Regions from separate parts of the Mus musculus genome. Here region 2 is linked to region 1. The links are chromatin contacts, called in public Hi-C maps. All regions are on one chromosome and are shown on one strand. Each heading gives the region's core, a stretch centred on a gene start, on an enhancer-like site or on the middle of the called end of the contact. The rest is flanking DNA. Distances are from core to core; before and after follow the strand shown.

What was found. A called contact is a pair of places that touch in the nucleus more often than the background predicts.
Region 2: a Hi-C map of the N1E-115 cell line shows a contact between it and region 1, with 1.8 times the contacts expected there. The contact joins two enhancer-like sites. A contact is called at or near these places in 7 of 39 promoter capture datasets (the 3T3-L1 cell line, the HPC-7 cell line, HPC-7-derived erythroid cells and 4 more), 12 of 484 Hi-C or Micro-C datasets (B cells, the C2C12 cell line, ECoMG-derived neutrophils and 8 more) and 2 of 115 datasets of contacts at active chromatin or transcription factors (embryonic fibroblasts and embryonic stem cells).

What each region holds. Positions count from the first base shown.
Region 1 is chr13:52,478,902-52,486,027 of GRCm38.p6, forward strand. No RefSeq gene overlaps it. Among named protein-coding and RNA genes, the nearest start is that of Diras2, 48 kb to the right of the region's middle. Within about 2 kb of position 3,095, at least 38 of the 459 cell types and tissues checked have an H3K27ac peak or open chromatin away from gene starts, as enhancers often do. A contact at or near this core is called in the N1E-115 cell line, where this site is marked.
Region 2 is chr13:52,515,034-52,521,768 of GRCm38.p6, forward strand. All of the region lies in intron 1 of Diras2 (DIRAS family, GTP-binding RAS-like 2), which reads right to left. Among named protein-coding and RNA genes, the nearest start is that of Diras2, 12 kb to the right of the region's middle. Within about 2 kb of position 1,463, at least 6 of the 459 cell types and tissues checked have an H3K27ac peak or open chromatin away from gene starts, as enhancers often do. A contact at or near this core is called in the N1E-115 cell line, where this site is marked.

The DNA of each region.
Region 1 (7,126 bases), core at 1,845-4,344:
CACTATGCCTCAAGATCTGGATCGAAAACGTGTGTTATCCCATGTCAAGATCCAGGTCAGAAGCCTGTGTCTTCTTCCAGCCTCAATTTTTGGATCACAGGAGTGCCCTCCATTTCTGGGCTGTAGTTCGTTCCGGAAGTAGTCAAGTTGACAATCAGGAATAGCTGTCACAATATGCAAGAGTCAAAACTCTCCTTCATACCTCATAAGTGCGCACAATTATTTTGTGTCAATTAACAACTTGAATAATAGGAACAATGTTGGTAAATGCTGAGGGTAAAGCTGAATTCTGCAGAGTCACTATGGCTAACACTTACAGCATTGCAGGCATAACATCTGACAATGCCTCCTGGATTAAATTCAAGGATTCACCCATGTGTCCTTAGCGGCACTGGGGAAGACTCCGCCTCATTACCGGTCCCTCCCATTCCTCATGATGTAGACTGCAGACATTGCTTTCTGTAAAGGCCTCTCTGGTTGCCTGCACACTCAGCAAACTCACATCTCACTGACCATTCTTCATGGTCCCAGTCGCCCTCTGATCTCCACTGGAAATAAATTCATTTGCTGAGAACATTGGCATGTGGCCCGGGCCTACCTGCTAACCCAGGATCACCTCCTCATCTCAAGATGCTCAGCTTAGTCACAACGACAAAGTTCCTTAACCATAGGAAGTTATGTTCATCTGGTGTTTATAGGTTCCAGAGGTTGGGATATGGTGGCCATCTTTGAAGGCATTATCTCTCTACTGCCTTGCCCAGTTGAGTAAGACTTGATTGCTGGGCTGTGGTTTCAGTAAGAAGTAGAAAGCCGTTCAATCAAAGCCTGATCCTAGAGGAACTGGGATCAGGATCAAAGGAACTGGGGCGGTGGGGGTGGGGTGGGGGAGGGCTCTGAGCTTCCCCAGAAGACGAGCAGGGGCTGCACTTGACCAGGCTTCTTGTCTGCAAAGGGGATGAACATTGCAACCTTCCTCTATGGCCACAGTAGGTCCATGCCCAGTGTTTGGTGAGTGTCTGCTTTCCATCAAGCATAAGATGGAATGTTCAGTTGAACGTGGGAGCTATGTCTACAGGGACATGGAAGTAAAGGACTGCATGTTGTCACTTGGTCTTAAGAGAAGCAGTGAGCATCCTCTCTCCTCTCCCTTTCCGGCTTTCTCAGCTCCCACTCATGGATGTCATGAAATAACCAGACAGTAGGCAGGCAGTCTCAGAGCCTAATGTCGCATAGCAATTGCAATTTCCTCCAAGTGAAGCATTCCTTCCCTTCAGGCAGCTCCTCATGACTCCCAAAGTCAATTCCCAGGCCCTGCCCTCAAGGTTGTATGAGCAGTGACAACTACTGAGACTAAGGGACTCTCTGAACTGATTGTATGGGAAGCTCCGGGGATGTGAGTTATCACCCGTGCTGGGGTGAACTTTTTGTTGCTGCTGCTGCCTTTGAGTCAGCTGTGCTATTGTAAGTCATCCCGATACACTCTTTGGTGCACACCAGGCATGGGTACAAGTGTCTCTTTGGTCTGGCATTGGTGCCCTGTCTGAGAAAAACAGGTTTGTTCACAACGCCCCAGAAAGTCAACACAGCCTTTGGCTGCTTCCATTCTGATGCTAAGTTCTGGCTTTCCTGAGACCACTTCAGTTCTCATGATCTGTTCCATTCCCACGGTGGGGTCACTTCTGCTCGGTGGGTGTTCACAGCCCAGCTATCTACTGTTCTGCCCTATGTTATCATCAGAGTGCCACAGTTTTATGTATTTATTTACATTGGGGGGAACTTTAACTGAGGTTCTACAAACTTTTTATCATGTCCCGTCAACCTGTGAAAAGAGACAGAATCATTTTTTTTTATGTCATCTCTGTTTTATAGATGAAAATTTGGAAGCTCATCGGTGTCCAGTATGAGTTGGTAACAACACAGTCCAAGGGGGAAACCAGACATCAAATACACAGCTTATGGTGCTGGGTTCCAAGAATTTGCCCTGGAAAAAGGCAGAATAATGATGCTCAAAGAGGTCTACATGTTAATCCTGGATTCAGGAGATGCATTGGTCCATGTGGTAAAGGGACTTTGTGGGTGTGACTAAGGATCATGGAATAGAGAGGGCCTTAGTTTGATGTCCATTACTCTGATAAAATACCCCCAACAAAAAACAATTTAGGAGAGAAAAAGGTTATTTGGTATAATTCTGGGTTATATTCACTATTTTGGGGGGAAATTAAAGGCAAGAACTCAAAGCTTAGTGTCCATGGTCAAAAGAAGAGAGATGCATGCATCTCTCTTTTACTTGCTCTCAGATAGCTTTCTTCTCTCTTACACTGTTCTAGACCCCACTGCTTAGGGATTGGTGCAACCCAAAGCAGCCTGAGACTTTCTACATCAATCAGATGTCAAGACAATCCTCCACCACCACAGACATGCCCACAGGCAAACCTGAACTTGATAATTCCTCATCAAACTTTCTTCTCATTGACTCTAGCTGTGCCAATTGACTAACCAGCACAGAGAGATTATCTCGGTGTGTGGTTTGGATACATGGTTATAGCGGTGTGAATATGCTTGGTCTAGGGAGTGACATTACAAGGGGGCATTTCTCTTGTTGGAGTAAATGTGGTCTTGTTGGAAGAAGTGTGTCACTGTGGGGGTAGGCAATGAATCCCTCCTCCTAACCACTTGGGAGCCAGTCTTCTCCTAGAGGCCTTCAGATGGAGATGTAGAACTCTCAGTTTCTCCCGCACAATGCCTGCCTGAGTGCTGCATGCTTCCTGTCTTGATGATAATGGACTGAACCTCTGAACCTGTAAGCCAGCCCCAATTAAATGTTGTCATTATAAGCATTGTCTTGGCTGTGATGTCTGTTCACAGCAGTAAAACCCTAACTAAGACAATGGTCTTTACCAGAAGACCTAAAGGGACTAATGGAATTACCTAATCTTGGACTTAAAACTCTAGAACCCTGAGCCAAACTTTCATTTTGCTTCACCATCAGTCTGTGCCAGCTATTGCATCCCAGTGACACATGGCTGGTGACTAAGAGAAGACTAATTGCCACAGAGCCAATTACTCAACACTGAGCAATCTAAACAACCATTTGTTAGCCTTTCATTTCTATGAGTCAGGAATCCAGCCATGAACCAGCAGGATCCCCCTGGCCCATGGTTCCCTGTGAAGATACAGTGGAGCTGTTGGTCAGAGTGGGTAACCTAGCTAGCCTGCAGGGTCACAACCTCGGTCCTGAGTCGAAGATGCCTCTCTGCAAGGTACAGCAGGCTTACCTAGGGAGAATATGGGAGAACAAAACCAATTATATGCTAATCTGGAAGTGGCATCCTATCACTTCTGCCCTTGTCTGTCCATCTGAATGAGACCAACCAGACCAACTCAGGTGAAAGAGACCGCAATGGGAGTGAATATCAAAAGGTATTATCTGGCCACCAAGAGCCATTTAGGAGCCAGACTGGCAGAGATTCAATTTAAGATGAAGAAAGAATACAATTCAAGTTGATGCTATTTTTCTATGGCATCTGGAAAGGTATAGACCAAGGGCTATTATTTCTTTTAAATTGAATGAGAGTGAAGAACAAGAAAATGAACTAGGTGTGCAAGTGCACACTTGTAATTCCAGCATTAAGGGGGCTGGGATGAATGAACAGCAAGCTCGAGGTCGGGCTGGGTTATGAGACTGACTCAGAAGAATATAAAGAAAAGTAGATGGAAGAGGGAGAAGGGGTGGGGAGGAAGAGGGAGAGGAGGAGGAGGAAGAAGAGGAGGAGGAGGAGGAGGCGGCAAGAGCCAGAGCAACCCTAGATGACAGTAATCAGAACATGGTTGAGGGACATGGTGGTAAGAAGAAAGCCAAGCTGCTGATGGAAACACTGAGAGTAAAGGCAAGGAATGACCAAGGAAGACACTTGATGTCAGCCTCAGGGCTCCACACGCACACATCCCATATATACAGGCATTCACACATGCCACACATACTACTCCAGAGAAAAGAAAACAAAAGAAAGGCAAGAAAAAAAATAGAGCTTACTCAGGAGGCTTCAGACAAGAACAAAGACTCAATCAGGGATTGGACTAGTTGTCATTCATATATGTAACCCTCCTGCAAAACAAAACAAAACAAATAAACAAACAAAACTGTCAACATGATGCCCATGTGCTGAAAATTTAAGTGATGTTAAATATAGAAGCAATAGACCAACCAGACCAGCTTATTTATCAAGGGAAATTTTATGAGAGCATGGTAGCCAAGCTGCAACATGGTTGCTACTTGATGCATTTATCCAGAATTATAGTGATAATTCAGAGCAGAAAGAAGAGAAGACAAATAGGGGAAATGTACAGTTTGGTGAGGAAAAAGGACATACACATTAAAAGCTGTAGACAAAGCACTTCTTATTGTTAAAGAAACAGGTGCCATGAAAGAGAAAGCACATGATTTACACTGGAAAAATAGGAGAGATGGTTCTGGGGAGCGATGCTCAGACAGCGCAGCCTAAAGACATGTTTGCCCAGATTCAGCTACACTGGCATTTGTAATGGCCATCTTGGTGGGTCCAGCTTCTGCTTGAACTATCAGCATACCAGAACATTAGCCATGTGGCACTGTCTTGGAACAGGAGTTTTGGGGGACAAAAAATAAAATCCAGAGGCCAAGAAATGTATAGGAGGGTAGGTACGTACGGAATATGTGAGACAGCTGTGTATGCAGCTGTGTAGGTAAATCTGCAGCTGTATTAGAGACCCCAGCGTGTTGGGTGTGCCAAGAATGTAGGACATCTACGGTGCACAAGAACTAGGTCAAGTTGGCCCAAGAGGGCACGTATGATACTATACAGGATTTGAATATATTTCTTCTTCCTGAGTGAGGGTCTACTTTAGACATCCCAGCTTCTCTTGCCTCCCTGGCACTCAGCTAAATCCCACTCATCAGGTTAAGAGGAAATGAATCCCAACTCACAGATTCCGAGCAAGTCCAGGGTGACCCTTGCAGGCACCGCTCCTCCAAAATCATTGGCCCCATTCAGAGCTCCAGAACAGGGCCTCAGAAGGCTCTCTGTGACAAAGTTACCTGTTAACTTTCTGGGCTTAACAGGATTATAGCCGGGTAGTAATGAACGTTGGAAAAGTTTGACCAGGTCTTAATAAAAAGAAATTAAATTTTTTTAGTTCTTTGGAACCCTGGAGAAAAAAGTGAATAACCGTTCTCCAAAAGGAATCCTGCAAAATGTGGGAAACAAGACCGGAACATCCCGTTAAATAAAGCAATTGGCCTTAGTGACAAAGGCCCAGTTAAACACCTCTTGTGTTCACACAAGCCCTTTGTGTGGTGGTATCCTCTAGAGGACTTTAGCCAGTTTGGACAAGAGAGATATGGGACTAAGAAAATAGCAAAGAAAGGAGACTTAGCAACCAGAAAGGAAAGACACTGATAAGATAGCTGAGACCTGCTGTAAGCACAGAGCTCAAAGGACTATTGAGCCTTAGAGGAAATGACATTTTCAAAGGAGCCAGAATTTTAAAAATCGTTTCATTGTTAAATCTTGGGGCATGATGTAGAGTGTCCCTTTGGCTGCTCCAATTGCATGAGCTGGAATTGGGCTGCAAATCTGAACGGAAGACAGGGAAAAGTCATTGGCTCTTGGTCTCAAATATGTCTGTAGGGTCCTGGGTATGGGGAGAAGTGGGACAGGTCCTCACAGTCCTACCCAATTCTCTGCATCTTTCAGTGTCTGTAGAAATCTGAGAGTATGAGAAGAATCTCCTGCCACCACAGCCCACAGTTGAGGAGTGCTCAGCTCCCTTCTCTCTCTCTCCCTCTTCCTCTCTCCCTCCCCCTCTCCCCCTCCCCCCTCTTTTTCTTTCATTGGGTATTTTATTTATTTACATTTCAAATGTTATCCCCTTTCTCAGTTTCTCCTTTGGAAACCTCCTATCCCATCCCCGTACCCATGCTTCTATGAGGGTGCTCCCCCACCCACTCACCCACTCCTGACTCCCCACCCTGGCATTCCCCTACACTGAGGCATCGAGCCTTCACAGGACCAAGGGCCTCTCCTTCTACTGATGCCCAACAAGGCCATCCTCTGCTACATATGTGGCTGGAGCCAAGGTTTGCTCCTTGTGTAATCTTTGGTTGGTGGTTTAGTCCCTAGGAGCTCTGGGGGTCTGGTTGACTGATATTGTTGTTCTTCCTGTGGGGATACAAACCCCTTCAACTACTATGGTCCTTTCTCTAACTCCTCCATCAGGGATCCTGTGCTCAGTCCAAAGGCTGGTTGATTGCAGGCAGAGCCTCTCAGGAGACAGCTATATCAGGCTCTTGTCAGCATGAATTTCTTGGCATCCACAATAGTGTCTAGGTTTGGTGTCTGTACATGGGATGGATCCCCAGATGGGGCAGTCTCTGGGTGATCTTTCCTTCAGTCTCTGCTCCACACTTTGTCTCCATGTTTCCTCCTGTGAGTATTTTGTTCCCCTTTCTTAAGGACAGAACCATCCACACTTTGGTCTTCCTTCTTCTTGAGTTTCATTGGGGTCTGTGAATTGTATCTTGGGTATTCCGAGCTTTTGGGCTAATATCCACTTATCAGTGGGTACATACCATATGTGGTTTTTTTGTGACTAGGTTACCTCACTCAGGATGATATTTTCTAGTTCAATGGAACTAGAAATCATTTGCCTAAGAATTTCATGAAGTCATTGTTTTTAATAGCTGAGTAGAACTCCATTATGTAAATGTAACACATTTTCTGTATCCATTCCTCTGTTGAAGGGCATCTGGGTTCTTTCCAGCTTCTGGCTATTATAATAAGGCTGCTATGAACATAATGGAGCATGTGTCCTTATTACATGTTGGAGCATCTTCTGGGTATATGCCCAGGAGTGGTATTGCTGGGTTATCAGGTAGTACTATGTCCAATTTTCTGAAAAACCACCAGACTGATTTCCAGAGTGGTTGTACCAGTTTGTAATCCCACCAGCAATGGAGGGGTGTTCCTCTTTCTCCACATCCTCACCAGCATCTGCTGTCACCTGAGTTTTTGATCTTAGCCATTCTGACTGGTGTGAGGTGGAATCTTAGGTTGCTTTGATTTGCATTTCTCTGATGATTAAGGATGTT
Region 2 (6,735 bases), core at 213-2,712, 34 kb after region 1:
CTGCCTCCTGAGTACCAGAACTAAAGGCATCCTACACTGAGTTTGTTGTTTCCTTTAAATGTTTCCAAAATATTGACCCTTCAGAGCCCAACTGAACTATTCATGAAAGGTAAGTGAACAGTGGCTATGATTGATATTACAACATGGAAAAGGGGTGGTTTCACAGGAAATTTAAAAACACATCTATGAATTTTCCAAGTAAGCCATTCTTTGTTATATTAGAATATGGACAGAGGATCTTGTGCAGCCCAGGCTGGCCTCAAACTCAGCCTTCCAAATGCTGGGATTTTTGGAGCTAGTCCCAGAAAAGTGGTACACCACACCCACCCGACCCCACATTATACTTTCATAGATAGATAGATAGATAGATAGATAGATAGATAGATGATAGTTAGATAGACATATGCTAGTGCCACACTGCTTTGAATTTTGTAACTCTGGGGTAACTTTGTGAATGGTAGTATGAGACCTCCAAGTTTATTCTCTGTTTTTGAGGTTGTTTTGAAGCACTTAAGACCCCTCACCATCCCACATAAGTAGATAAGTTAGGTTTCATTCAACCCTTTTGCCCAGCAAAGGATTTTCACTGAGAAAGTGAGGGGGGTCCAGAGAAGAGGGGCCAATGTACAGTCTCAGAAGGATTTGGACCCTCAATATAGAAAGAACATCTACAACTGAGAAGGCAAAAGATGAGCAGACAGAGCACCAACAAGGAATCTCCACAGACATTTCTCTAAAGTGCACCCGCTTTAAAGGGTCTGACGCCAGCCATTAGACACGGAAACCCAAAGCCCAGTGAAGGATTGCTTTATACTCACTCAAGATAACTGTTCAAAACAAAATAAGATCATAGATGAGGGCCGAAGAGATGGCTCAGCACTTAAGAGTGTTTGCTGCTCTTCCAAAGAACATAAATTCAGTTCCTTGTGTCTGAGTTAGATAGCTCAAAGTAGCCTTAACATCCCCCCCAACTCCCATGGGCACACACACTCACACACACACACACACACACACACATATACTCAAACACTCACATACAGAAGAGAGAGAGAGAGAGAGAGAGAGAGAGAGAGAGAGAGAGAGAGAGATCATTTTAAAACAGGATAGTAACAAATGATGTAGAAAAGCAGGAATGCTTTCCTATGATGGCAGAGGTAAACTATGGCGCCGCCTCTTTGGAGAGAGCTAAATATAGAATTACTAGATGATTCAGCAACTCTGCTTCCCAGAACATGGGCCACCAGCAGATTGCTGGCCCTCAAGAACTCACAGCCACCATTATTCACAAGAGCTGGGAGCCCTTCAAATCCCACAGGCAAATGAAGGGATAAACAAGATGGAATATATGCAGGAGAAGGTGCATCTTTCAGCCTGGGTCGGGGTTGGGGGAAAAAATTCCAACATCACACACCAACCTAGAAGACAGTGTGAGTAAGATGAGCTAAGCTAGTTGCCAAAAGATGCTGAAGCTGAGGGGATGGCCCACTGGAGCATTCCCAACACACACTTAGAAAAAAAAAATCCAGATGTGATAGCTGACCCCCAGCACTGAGGAAATGGAAATAGAAGAGACATGGGGTTTGCTAACCAGCCAGCCTGGCCTAATTGAAGAGTTCCAGACTAGGAGACCAAGTGTCAAAACGTGAGGTATATGGTGTCTTCAGTACGTACATGCACACACGCCAACATGAAAAACATAAACACGGAGCCTAGGGGCTCATCTGTGAGGATGTAAGCCATGTTCAAAATCACAGAGGCAGAACACTGAACTGGGCTGTGGGGTTAATGGGAGCTGTTGAATGGGTGGAATTTAGGACCTGCAGGGTGGAATGGGGGTTTGTATGGGATCTGTGTGTTGGCAACATGGCTGTACTGATGTAATCAGACTCTGCACTTGGAAATGGTTAATGTGGCAGATTTTATGTTGTGAAGATTCTCCCACAGTAAGAATATAGAAGACCATATACAAAAAGGTTTTTTTTCTAATCCTTTAGCAAGAAATGTCAGTTAAGTGTTGATATTAGCCAAGCAGACACTCTTCCTCTGTTGTCTGTACTACATGGTATAAACAGCGAAGATCTAATCTGGTCTGACAGCCGCTTCCCCAATCTAATTTCTCCAGAAGACCAATGAAAATGCACACCTCTCTTGCAGCTCTAATTTTATTTTGGGTTAATGACGGTGAGGAGTGGGGACTGTTGGGCCCAGCACTTCGAGCCAAGCCAGCTCACGCTTTTAAGCATTGTAGCCACCAGCTACTAGGAGCTAGCACATCTGGGCTTTGTCAAACCAGGCAGTACTGGATTTGAAGGCTTTTGATTTGGACAGCTCACACATGATTCTGACCTTGATCACATGTTAAAATGATAACCCTCCATCCTTATTTTTATACCTATATTATTTAAACCAATATCACCTCTGTGTTTTTAAATATTTATTTATTTATTGTGCATGCTGAGGGAGAGAGCTGTGGTGCTCATGTGGGGATTGGAAGACAACTTTTGGGAGTCAGTTCTCTCCTTCACTCTCTGGGCCCTTGGGATGGGACTTAGGTCATCGGGTTTGGCAGGAAGTATCTTTAATCTCTGAGCCATCTTGCTTACTCCTGTCTTTTAAATCGTTTAAATGTGGTTACAGAAAGAATGTGGTAGCTTACATCTGTGATTCTGGTACTAAGTGGGTAAAGGTAGGACATTCAGGAGTTCAAAGCCAATCTGTGTTGTACTATCTGTCTCAAGAAAATGAAATAGACAAAAAATACATGTATAAATCCTCTGCAGGGCTGGCACAAGGCATCTATAGATCCCCATTGTTCTCTCAAGCAACTTGAAGAGCAAAATGCCCCCATGGATTCTCAAGTTTGTAAGCATGGGTAAGGGAGACTGTGCAGTTGAGAATCCTCCTCCCCAGTTTCTTGTTAGGACACCATTCCGCCTTGTGTAAGAACACTGGCAGAGAAGGTCCTTGGAGCTTGCAGGAGGAAAGAAAAAGGAAGAAAAGGAGGAAAAGAAGGGAGGAAGGAAAGAGAAAGAGAGATGGGGGATATAATGAACAAACATCTCCCTTCTGGTTCAATGAGATTGCTCAGCAGATAAACATTACCACTGTCAAGTACTAAGAGCCGAGTTTCATTCCTTAACCCTACATGGTAGGGGAGAGCCAACACCCCAAAAATAGTGCTTTGACTTGTGCATGCACAAGAGTGCAAACACAATAAATAAGTAGACGGTTTACAATAAATAAACTGATAACCACAATGACAGATTTAACTCTATTGGCACAATTACAAACTTGAAAATCCAATTGTTAGAAAACACTTCCAAATGGAAGGTTTCCATCAGTGTGGGGCCACACGGTTAAGATATGTCAAGGCAATGTGTCCCGTTCCATTTGAAGAACTTGCAGTATGACTGGGTAAGTGAGATGTTTGAGCAATGTTCCAAGAGAGAACACTCATCCTATGGGGGGGATGGGAGCTGTCCAGCACAGGGCAGCAGACACAGACATTGGCACTACAGGCTCTGGATACAAGGAGGAGCCCTCCCATGGTTATAGCACACAAGGTCAGTGTGTGGCTTGAATGAAAATGCCCCCCTCCCCCATAGGCCCATTGGGAGCAGCAGAATTAGGGGGGTATGACCTTGTTGGAGTGGGTGTGGCCTTGTTGGAGGAAGTGGTCACTGGAGGCGGGCTTTGAGTCTTAGATGCTCAAGCCACGCCTAGTATGGCAACCTCTTCCTGCTTCTTGCGGGATCCAGAGGTAGAATTCTCAGCTCCTCTCCAGCACCATGTCGTCGTCCCCCCACACACACACCTCCTGCCCTGTGATGACAATGGACTAAACCTCTGAACTGTCATAAGCCAGCCCCAGTGAAATGTTTTCCTTTATAGGAGTCTCTGTGACCTCGGCGTCTCTTCACAGTGATAAAACCCTAACTAAGACAGACAGCAAAGTCACAAACAGGAACAGACAGGTCTTATGGAAACTTGGGGGAGTGGGCCAGCCATCAGGTCTTAACGTGAACAGAATGGGAAACCACCAGGTTAACACAGGGAAGCCATAGTGGTCCACTTAAACTGAAACAACCAGCTTGAAGACCCTGCAGGTGCAGGGCAAGCCTGGAGCCAGACCCGCACCCCCATCTCCACCCCCCACCCCCCACCCGCCATAAGATGCCAGCAATCCCAATCCATTCTTAGAACAGCTCTGCCAGGTTGGGGAAGGAAAGAGAAGAGCTCTGTGTGCTTGTCCAGAGCTGTGTGTCTGCCCTGGTTGCTCACAGCTACTCCACCAACACATAGGTTCCCTTGACTTTAATGTCACCCCTATACCAACAGCCACAGACCTCACGACCTGTGTCCAGGACCTTTCCCCTAGGCGGCAGAGGCGTGGATGGCTTCCTTGACTCCTCCCCGAGCAAAGCCGAGCTTCCCACACAGCCACTCCCGACTCCCCTGCAGCATCCTCTACCACTCAGCTCCTTTCAACAGGATCCTCCCAGTTCCCTGCTACGAGCAACCTGGAGTCTTCCTTATACCCAGATGCCCACAAGCCTCCCATCTACCCCATTAGCAACACCTTCAGGAGATACTCAGACACACCCACAGGTCACTCTCCACTGCTGCTACTGGCTCTGTGAGCACTCAGATCTGGTACCAGGCATTCAGAAGGTGTTACCCAGATGGCCAGTGTCATGTGGCTCTTGGGCTCCAGAACATTCATTATGCTACACTCTTTAACCAACCCCTGTGGTGTCGTCTTGAAAGTACAAGCTGATGATTTGCCTTACACGACACACACATACACACACACCACACACAGGTACACACTATATACACAACACACACACATACACTACACATATACACCACACACACATACATACCACACACACCCACACCACACATACACAACACATATACATCACACACACAGATACACACACACTATGCACACCGCACACACACACACACACACACACACACACACTACACATATACACCACTCACACATACACTACACATATACACCACACACACATACACACACACTATGTACACCACACACACCCATTTTCTACCATTGTGCTCCTAGTTTACTTCTTCCCAGCCACACAAGCTTCCACTGCCCCCTTGATAACACCAAGCATACTCCTGCCTCAGGAATCTCCTACTGGCTGTTCCCTCTACTCAGACTGCTCTTTCTCTAGACTTCCACGGGCCTCACATCCTGGTCGGTTACAGGCTTGTGCTCATGGATCAGCTTTCTCAGTGAGGATGTCTCTGGTCCAGCTGCCTCATTTTACAGCCCAGTCTTACCCCTGATGGCCTTTGGCCTTCTCTTTCTCATCTCTGGAGCACACATGCCTTCCTGGCCTCCTGCACAGTTCCCCTGTTTTGAAGTTTGATTATACCCATGCTTTATAAAAGCTGTTCATGGGCTTTTTATCTGCTCTATTCATTGCTACTGCTGGGTCCCCAAGGGGTGAGAATTGCCATCCCACAGAAAGTGTGTACAAACAGTCTGTTTGGGGCATGAAAGGATCTACACTCTGCTTCTAAAGAACAAGCTGAGAAGGGTGGATTAATCAGCTGGCTGTGGGCAACAATCCCTGGGCACAGAACTCTGCCCTAGTCCCCATGGTCCCTGCTCTGGCACCTTTCATGAATCTGTGGTAGTGACAGGTGTTTTAGTGAACTGGGTGCCCCACCCCCAGCCCCTTTAATACCTCTTTTTAAAAAATTATTTGTATGTCTGAGCACATGAGTAATGGTACCTTTGGAGGCCAGAAGGGAATGTTAGAGTCCCCTAGAACTGGAGTTATGGGCAGTTGTGAATTGCTCGTGTCAGTGCTGGGAAACACGCTGGGGTCATCTGTAAGAACAGTGCATGCTTTTAATTGCAGAGCCATCTCTCCAGCCCCATGAGTGAGTCCTGGGTGATCCCTGAGCTACAATAGCAGGGGACTATGTCATTACCACCATAGCAAGACAACAGAGCTAGTCCCCTGGCCCACGAATGGCTCTCTGTTGAAAGATCACTGTCTAATCTCGTTCAAGGCCAGATGTTTTGCACAGGAAGGTAGTGGGAGCCTTTTTGATGCTATAGGGAGAACACTGTCAGCAGCAAGAGAAGGCCCAACCAACATCTCAGGAATAGCCAAAGAGATCCTGACCACTCTACAGAGGGACAAAGAAGGTCTGAAGCAAGGGAGGTGCAGAGTGAAGACAGAAAACAGTGGGGCATCGGCAGCAGCTAGTGCTGTGCAGAGGTCAAGAACAACTAGTGATTGATGGGCAGAGGTGAAGTTAAGTCGTTAAGCGGATGCTGTGCAGGCCTGAGGAAACGGAGCCTTAGCCCTGGAATCCACACACGTATGCAGCGTGATGGTATTGTGGGGAATTCTTGTAATTGCATCCCTGGGGAGATAGATCCCTGGGGCTCACAGGCCAGCCAGCCTCACTGAATCAACAGACCCAGGTTGAATGGGAGACCCTGTCTCCTAGAACAAAGCATATAACTCCTGAGGAATGACACCTGAACTTGACTGCCGACTGTCACGTGCATGCCCGCCAGCACAGACACGAACATGCATTCACAGCTACTCTCTACTCGCACACACTCAGCAAGAGTCTGAGGGTGTTGTCAGTGGCCACATCACCGGATGAAGGAAGACTGTGTATTCCCAGCAGCAGTGACTTGCTGCCTAATGAAAACGGGGTGCTTCAGCTCGA